Linked DNA regions of Mus musculus: all the other regions are linked to region 1. The links are chromatin contacts, called in public Micro-C and promoter capture Hi-C maps. All regions are on one chromosome and are shown on one strand. Each heading gives the region's core, a stretch centred on a gene start, on an enhancer-like site or on the middle of the called end of the contact. The rest is flanking DNA. Distances are from core to core; before and after follow the strand shown. Region 1 holds the start of Thrb (thyroid hormone receptor beta). Region 2 holds the start of Ube2e1 (ubiquitin-conjugating enzyme E2E 1). Region 3 holds the start of Nr1d2 (nuclear receptor subfamily 1, group D, member 2).

Region 1 (2,595 bases), core at 35-2,534:
AGTAGTTTTGTCGCAATTGTTAACTTCCCATTGGCTGCGAGTTCTCTGAGCACTCTGCGTTTTTCCAATAAAACCTACCTCCAAGGCGTAGCTGGAAGACTGCCTGGGTCATCTGGAACAGCACACTGTCGCCCGCTGTTTTCTCCCAACCTGACCTTCGGAACTTGAGGTATGGACATTTCAGCGCTATGCTTGCAAGTGCAGAACCCTTCCAGGGTGGAGATTATTTTTGTCTTCTGGTTTTGTACTTATATTTCTAGGACAGAGGCGAAATAACGAGGTGTCCCTTTAAACCCTACTTGTAGAACCAACCCGGAACACACTCAGTGAGGTGTTGGGGGGGGGGGGCACTTCTCATTTAGGGCAAGCAAGGCATTGCCCATTGGTGTGGGGGAGCAGAGCGTCCAGAGCCACAGGAGGATCTGAGCGCCCCGTGTTTCCAAGCGCACCACAAGTGGTTTGGGGGCGGAAGGAGGAGCGCGGTGACACCTGCCGCGCCTGTCGGGCGACTCAGGAGGGTTGTGCCCCTGGAGATCCCCTCTATCTCCTGTCATTCATACCCTACCCCACCCCCTGTCACACTCCTACCTCTTCAACTAAAAGAATGATGGCTCAAATGGATCCTCCACGCTCCTGCAGTTGGGTGGGTGGACGCGTGTCCACCAGACCCGCAGCTACGTGACCCCGGGGGAGGGTGGCGCACAAGGCGCCGTTACCGCAGAGTCGTAGCGGGGGACATTTGCACATAAGCGGCAGGTGCGCAGGGCACTCGAGTGGAGGGTTGCTCGGGCAGTGGCAGGGAGCACAGCCCGGAAGCCATTTCGTCTCTGATACTCTGGCGGAGCCAGGGTGGCCTGAGCCTGCCGCAGCTGCTGGGAGAATCGAACAGGCTAGAGGACCAGAGGGGAAGAACGGTCGGCGGTTCGCCAGCGGCGGAGGAGCTGACACCCTAGTCCCTAGTAAGGCTACCGCGCTGGGTCCTCCGGAGTCGGAGACTCCGGCCCTGCACCTCGCCGCCCGCGCAGGTCGCGGCAGAGAGGTCGCCGGTGTCCTGGGACCCACGCTGCGCCCCTCAGCGTCGGCGCCGGAGGAGAGTTGACAGGTCAAGGGAATAGGGCTCGCTCGGGAGCCCGCGCAGTACTGGACCCCGTGGCGGAGGGGGCGGAGCGGGGAGGAGACTGCGGCTCGGCCGAGCACGGCGCAGCCTTGGGCGGGCGGCCGGCCGGCGTGACGCGGCGGGATTAACTTTGCATGGCTAATACGAGCACCAGAGCTGAGGCCACCGGCTGCTCGGCCGCAGCTCGCCAGCACGCCGCCTTGGGGCGCCACCTCCAGGCTCCAGCGCTCTGGTAACTTGGCAGGGTGGGCGGGCGTGGGGGGAGGTCTACAGGTCTTGCGGGCCGGGCGCGGGTGGCCAGCGACGCGCTCTGTCCTTGAAGCTGGCCTCTGAGACCGGCTCCTCTCGGGCTCGGGCACCCGGTGCAGGGACCTGAAGCCAGAACCCAACTAGGGACAAGCTCCTTGTGAAATGGAGTTTGACGTCCTGGGCTCCGAACCCAGTGGAAGTTTCCATGAGGAGGAAGTTGTAGGGCATGGGGGTTCGGAAGAGGCTGACAGGCGCGGGGGTGGGCGATTTAAAGGGACTGTGGGTCTCGTGTCCCATCTTTTTGGCTCCTGCACAGGAACTCCAGGCTTTGGAAAGGAGAAAGGTCCTGAATAAGCTGCTGCTCAGTGCCAGTCTGCCTCTCATCCGCTCCGCAGGCTCCCTCCCTCCAGAATCGCTCTTTTCCTTTGCTTCTTTTGGGTTCTGCATGTTTGTGACGATCCGGGTGGTGTCAGCTGTGCTCCCTAAGACCGGGAAAGACGTCTTTGGAGGGTTTCTATTGTTAGGGTTAGTTGTCATTTTGGAGGAAGATTTCCCGTGACTGCAGTGGGATTATTATTGGAGCTAATTCTTAAAGCCTTCTGGTTTGTTTTTAAGAGGGAGGGGGCGGAGTGTGCATACGTGGGTTGTTTTTGGTTTTTTGTTTGTTTGTTTGTTTGTTTTTAATTAAAGGCTAACTGTATAATTTGCCCCAAATGGGAAGTTTTTAAAGGGTCTATTAAGCATTTCTATAGTGAGTCAAATAAAGAAAAGAATACCTGGGCAGGCAGGTTCGCTATCCCATTCTGCCCTTTGCACACACATGAAGAACTCAAAGACTGTCGAATCAGAAAATAACATTGCATAAATTCCTCCTCTTCAAGTGTGGTTGATCCTAGATACTAGTGATCAGTTTTTAAAGACCTGTTTAAAACTGAACATTCTTTGTTCAATGCATGAAAAGGAGAACACAGCAAGCAATTTAGTTAACGATGACCGTATTAAGTAGTGTAGACCCGTTGGGGAGTTTCTTTATATGATTTATCTCTGGTTTAGCATGTTTGATGATACTGTAATGAAATATCCTCACTGTGTTGCAAAGGAATAAAATTTTCTTTTTGGTAAAGAAACGTTCTGTGATTCATTCTGAATATTCTGGATGACTGATCTCCCTAATTCACTTCAGCTTGTTATTTCCCGTTCTGAAAGAAGTCATGAACTTGGTACCATTA
Region 2 (2,595 bases), core at 66-2,565, 670 kb after region 1:
CCTATTCAGAAAACACCACCCCTGCAACAGGTGAAGAGGAAGAAAGATGGTCAGAACTAGTTTTAACAGAGTTGCCCAGGAAGGTACTCTTAATAATGAAGTATGATGACAGCCTCCGGGAAGTCAGAGATTCGTGATTACTAGGATGAAGACTCTGAAATCACATTGGGAGTCACTCATAAAAGTAATGAGGATTCTTGAAACTTCAACAAGAAACGGACGAGGCCAACCACAACTCCTGCATATGGACGAGGGCACTAACAAAACCAGAAGCAGCGAGCAGTAGAGAAAACAGGTGGGACTCCCATGCCCCATTTTCCTGCCTGAGAACTCACGAGAACGTCGTTGAAGCCTCCCTCCCTGACATGCAGCACGAGGCCACTGGGAAGCTCGGATGCCTGTGGAGAAAGGAGTGGGATACCTCTTAGCGCTGGTGGAGAGAAGCTTCGAATTTTTGCTCATGCTGACTTTACTCTCCTTCTTCTTGGGGGTGCTGCCTTCTTTCTCGGTCTGCTGGTTGGAGGACGAAGATGACGAGGAGCTGGTGCTGGCCCTCGAATCGTCATCCGACATAGCGAACCCCCCACCCCACCCCGCGAACGGCCCCTGCAGGGGGAGGAAACAAAACAGAAACACAGACCATGCAGGCGCTGCAAAGAGGGAAGGAACTCCGCTGTCAGGAGGGCGCGGGCCGGGCCGCCCCCGCTGCCTGCAGAGGCTCGGGGCCCACCGCCGCACCGGCCGAAGAGACACGGGGGCCACGATCGCGCGGGGGCGGCCCGGGGAGGGCCGGGAGCCGCCGCCGCGGTCCCCCAGGCCTCCCGGCGTCCGCTCGAGTTTGGCGAGGTCGGGACGAGCCGAGCAGCGAGAGTGGGTGAGCAAGCCGAGCGTGGGCCGCGTGGGCCGCGGGGACACGGCTCCTGGCCAGGCCGGGCCACGCGGGGCTGCGCTCGCAGGCCGACGCGCACAATGCGCCCCGGGCGGGCGGGTCCCCGCGGGGACCGGGCCGCTCTGACAGTTCGCGCGGCCCCCGCCGCCCGGGCCCGCCACGCCATCCCGGTCGCCCGGCCCTGCTGCCCGCGGCCCGGCGGTGCCGCCCGTCCCCCGGCCCCGCGGCCCCAGGCCCCGCGGCCCGCCCGCCCTGAGGGGCCCCCGCACCTCTCTTTGTGTCTGGCTGCTCCGTGCCGCCGCCGCGGCTGCTGCTGCGGCTGCGACTGGGCCTGGCCACTCGTGTCTCGCTCTCACTGGGAGAGAAGCGGAAGTGCAGCAACAGCAACTATTAACCAGGCAATGGCTTCCCCGGCCGCACACGCTCCGCGCCACTCCTCCTCTCCGCCCCGCCCCGCGCCCCTCCCCCGCCGCACCTGGGGGCCGCGGCCCGGGAGCCCCGAGCGACCCCGGCTTGGCCTGGGGACGCCGCGCCGGGCGGAGCCGAGGCAACCGGGCGGGATTGGGGGCCACTGGGGCAGGTGGAGCCCGGGGTGACCAGGGGAAGTTCTTCCCAGGAGGGCTTTGGGAAAAGGCTGGGGAGTGAGGGGGCCGGTGTGGGGAAAAGATGGTACTCTCCTGGCGAGGACTTTGACTCCTCCCCAAAAGTGATTCGTTTGAAAAGAAAGAATGGAAGAAAAGAAGAGAAGAGAAGAGAAGAGAAGAGAAGAGAAGAGAAGAGAAGAGAAGAGAAGAGAAGAGAAGAGGAGAGAAAAGGAGAGAAAAGGAGAAAGGAAAGGAAAAGAGGAAAGGAGAAAGGAAAGGAAAAGAAAAGAGGAAAGGAGAAACGAAAGGAAAGGAAAGGAAAGGAAAGGAAAGGAAAGGGGGAAAAGGAAAGGAAAAAGGAAAGGGAAGGAAAAAGGAAAGGAAAGAGAAGGAAAAAGGAAAGGAAAGGAAAGGAAAGGAAAGGAAAGGAAAGGAAAGGAAAGGAAAGGAAAGGAAAAGACCCCTAACAGGTTTTTCCTTTGAGCTGATGACACTTGTTCCTCCCTCTGGCAATTACGTGCTTGGAGCAGAGGTCACGCCTGTGAGAAAAAACCCAGACTGGGATTCTGTTCAGGACACCAGGCATGTGCAATTTTATACTAGATACCACCCTCCTTCCCCTTTCACTTGTTATTGAAAAGGATGTGGACTTTTTTTTTTTTAATGTATGCAATTGGGGTTCGGGACAGGTAACTACGACCGGGCTTGGGATTATAAGATCACTGAAAATAAACCTTGAGCCAATGATTTTGACAGGACTTGCCCTGGCTGTCCTGGAACTCACTTTGTAGACCAGGCTCTCCTCGAACTCAGAAATCCGCCTGCCTCAGGATTTGGAATTCTTAAATTAGATATGTCTGAGTCTTAGTAATGGGGAAAAAAAGTTCTAGAAAGCACCCTACTTTCTTTTTACTCCAATATGATGCTATTCAAATAATATTTTTAGGATAATCACACAACAATGCCACTAAATTGTTCCTTGTGTGGCACTGTACCGAAATTTATTTTTTTTAATTCCACCATTAAATTAGGACTTAGTTTCTTACCAGTTTGCCGTTTACCCTGAAGGGAACAGACCCCTGCCATCCAAGTTCACAGAGATCTTGTGTACTGAGCAGACAA
Region 3 (2,595 bases), core at 49-2,548, 580 kb after region 1:
ACTGCGATGGTTTTTAAAAGTGCAAAGAACTCAAAATATTCAAAATGAAAACTTCATTTGCTTCAGGTATAAGGGTCATCACTGCGGTCGACTAAAGCGAAGCGAGGAAGGTTAGGTATTATATGACCATGTCTTTTGGGGGTTCAAAGTCAGTCCTGAAAACAAAAGGGGTTATTTTGTTCTTTGGGCATTTTGAGTGAGGATCTCACACAGTAGCCCATGCTTGCTACTTTCTGCCGCCATCTGCCTCAAACTCTTGGGCGCGAAGCTAAAACGTTTTTAACGTAAATAAAAGTTTTACGTAAGGTTCTGAAATCCTAGATCACCAGTCCTCAGATCAGAGCGAGCTGCGAGCAGAAAAGCCCCTCCCCTCCCCTCCATGCTTAAAAGGACTTCTAGGCTAAGTCCCCCTGGAAGCGAATTGCTCTGTACACGCTGTCCATCCGGAAGGTGCTGCGCGACTCCCGCAAGACTCTGAGCGAGAACGACCTACGCACTCCCTGTCTAGCAAGGTCAGCCCTGCCGGGGTCACCCGGGGACGCGCAGGCTGCCGCGCGCACTGCGGCGGGACCAGCGCCGAACTTGCGGCGGATGCGCATGCGCAGCGGGCCCCGCAGTGGGCAACAGCGGGAGACCCGGGACCGAGGCCACGTCACGGCGGAGGCCCCGGGGGCGGGGCCTCGCGCAGACTATGGGCTCCCCCCGCGGCACCGCCCCCACGTGTTCCTCCGGCCCCGGGTAATGTGGGTCGCCCCGCGGCCTCACGTGTCTCCGCCCGCCACCACCCAGCTCGCATTATGTAATGCTGCGTCACTCGCCCGCGCAGCCAACCAGCGCCCGCGCCGCCGAACGTAAACACACCGTGCACGTGGCCAGTGCGGCAGGGCCATGTGAGGGGGGCGTCCGGCGCGCGGGGAGCCCGAGTGCGGGATCCCAGCAACCCCACGCGAGATGGACGCACAGACACGCATCCCTGACCCCCGAGCCTCCCTCCTACATTTACCTGCGTTCAGCTCCATGGCGCTGGACAGGGTGCGGCCCTCACCGCGCCGCCCGGGACTGCAGGCGGTGGCGCTCGCGGGCCCACATCATGAGCACCGGGTGCGGGCGGCTCCTGGGGGCCGCACGGCACAAGCGCGGCACAGCAGTTTCCTGTGGCAGGGCTCGGCAGCGGGCACGGCAGCTGACCTGGAGGGCTCCTCGACCATGTGATCCGCGCACACCCCCCTCCTCCGCCGCCGCCGGCGGTGCGGTGACTCCGCCCGCTCCTCCTCCTCAGGCCGCCCGCTCCTCCTCTCCTCGACTCTCCCGCTCCTACCCTTGGCTCCGCCCACTTCCTCTATACAGGCTCCGCCCCCAACGAGCGGTCCTGACCTCTTCTTCCAATCCGTGGACCCACCAGCCCCTCCCCAGACACGCCCTCTCCTTTTCCCTCCATTCCTTACACTCTGGCTCTGGACTTTCCCTTCTCCCGGCTCCGCCCCCTCTGTTTGGATACGTCTCTCCCTGGACTTGGCCCGTCGGCCCCGTCCCCTCCCGTTGCTCCTGTTCAAGCCTCGCCCCTCTGCCATGCCGGGCCCGGCCTTCCTCCCAGCACCGACCCCGCCCACTTCACCTCACCCCCCTCCCTCCTTCCCAGCCTGTCTCGCAGCCGCTTATCCCTTGCCTGCAGATCTCCCGCTGCTAGAGGTTGTTTGCTCCCTCCTCCCTAGCACAAGCCAATCTGGTCACCTCCATGGTCCCACATGGTTACTGCCGCCAAGCTTTCCAGGACTCTGAGCTTGACTGGCGTCTCCTGCCCAACGCTCTCAACATCTAGCTTCCGGAGTCAACCCTTCATTTTCCTATCACCTTAGGTGTTTTATCCAGGCTCATCACCTAAATAAACCTGTGTTGTGGTGATCCTCACATTCACATTTCCAGCGAAAATCTCAGCTCTGGATTCCCATATCCATCAGCGGGTTAGGAATGTCCCTTGACCTCTCTCTCATTTAGGATGTGTACATGCATTTTTAGAACTCAGCAAAAGTATACTACAGACTGGTGCATTTCACCTTGCATGTAAATTTTCTAGCAAACTGAAAATGGAAACAAATTAGATACGTGCTTGAGGTGAATCCAGGAAGATGTGCTTTAAGGTATATATTTTAAATGAGCTAACAGATATTGGCACCGATAGGACAGTTTATATGAAATTTTAGGCTTTGGGTATGACCGTTGCAAAATGCATCCCAGTTTGCCCAGGAATATTTAGGTATAGAATGTTGGAGCATGTCGTAAGATAGACAAGTTTACATGTGAACATTTCCCCACTTTCCACCAATAGCAATCTTTTCTGTTAGCTAATCAGCCTGAAATCAGCAATTTAAACGTTTCTAACAGGCGAGAAATCGCTGCTTTTTATACTCTATTTCATCCTTAGCAAGTTGAGCTAGACTACCCTCACAATACCTCTGCTGTTCTCCCCCCAAACACATCTGGGGTGGGAGCCATGGCTGTGAGTCTAGATCCGGTCTAGCCTGGGCTGCTGCAACAACTCTGGAGTCGGCTCCAACAGTCTTTTCTCCCCAGCAGTTATTTTTAAAACAGTAAATA

What was found. Promoter capture Hi-C pulls out the DNA fragments that hold promoters and counts their contacts. Hi-C and Micro-C count contacts between places; a contact is called where the count stands out from the background.
Region 2: a promoter capture Hi-C map of pre-B cells shows a contact between it and region 1. The contact joins the promoter of Ube2e1 here to the promoter of Thrb in region 1. A contact is called at or near these places in 6 of 39 promoter capture datasets (cranial neural crest, embryonic stem cells, frontonasal cranial neural crest and 3 more) and 1 of 115 datasets of contacts at active chromatin or transcription factors (astrocytes).
Region 3: a Micro-C map of embryonic stem cells shows a contact between it and region 1, with 9 times the contacts expected there. The contact joins the promoter of Nr1d2 here to the promoter of Thrb in region 1. A contact is called at or near these places in 9 of 39 promoter capture datasets (cranial neural crest, embryonic stem cells, frontonasal cranial neural crest and 4 more), 7 of 484 Hi-C or Micro-C datasets (LSK cells, Sertoli cells, Th1 cells and 3 more), 13 of 115 datasets of contacts at active chromatin or transcription factors (the 230-238 cell line, DN3 thymocytes, astrocytes and 7 more) and 3 of 9 other capture datasets (adipose tissue, liver and pancreatic islet).

What each region holds. Positions count from the first base shown.
Region 1 is chr14:17,659,676-17,662,270 of GRCm38.p6, forward strand. Thrb (thyroid hormone receptor beta) reads left to right here and starts at 1,285. Exons shown (of 10, transcript NM_001113417.1): 1 at 1,285-1,349. It overlaps LOC115488350 (serine/arginine repetitive matrix protein 1-like), which reads right to left and starts at 1,903. Exons shown (of 3, transcript XM_030248233.1): 1 at 1,557-1,903; 2 at 589-1,489; 3 at 241-256. The coding sequence starts at 1,903. The coding sequence ends at 613.
Region 2 is chr14:18,330,529-18,333,123 of GRCm38.p6, forward strand. It overlaps Ube2e1 (ubiquitin-conjugating enzyme E2E 1), which reads right to left and starts at 1,316. Exons shown (of 6, transcript NM_009455.3): 1 at 1,159-1,316; 2 at 422-606. The coding sequence starts at 573.
Region 3 is chr14:18,237,808-18,240,402 of GRCm38.p6, forward strand. Nr1d2 (nuclear receptor subfamily 1, group D, member 2) reads right to left here and starts at 1,299. Exons shown (of 8, transcript NM_011584.4): 1 at 1,004-1,299. The coding sequence starts at 1,019.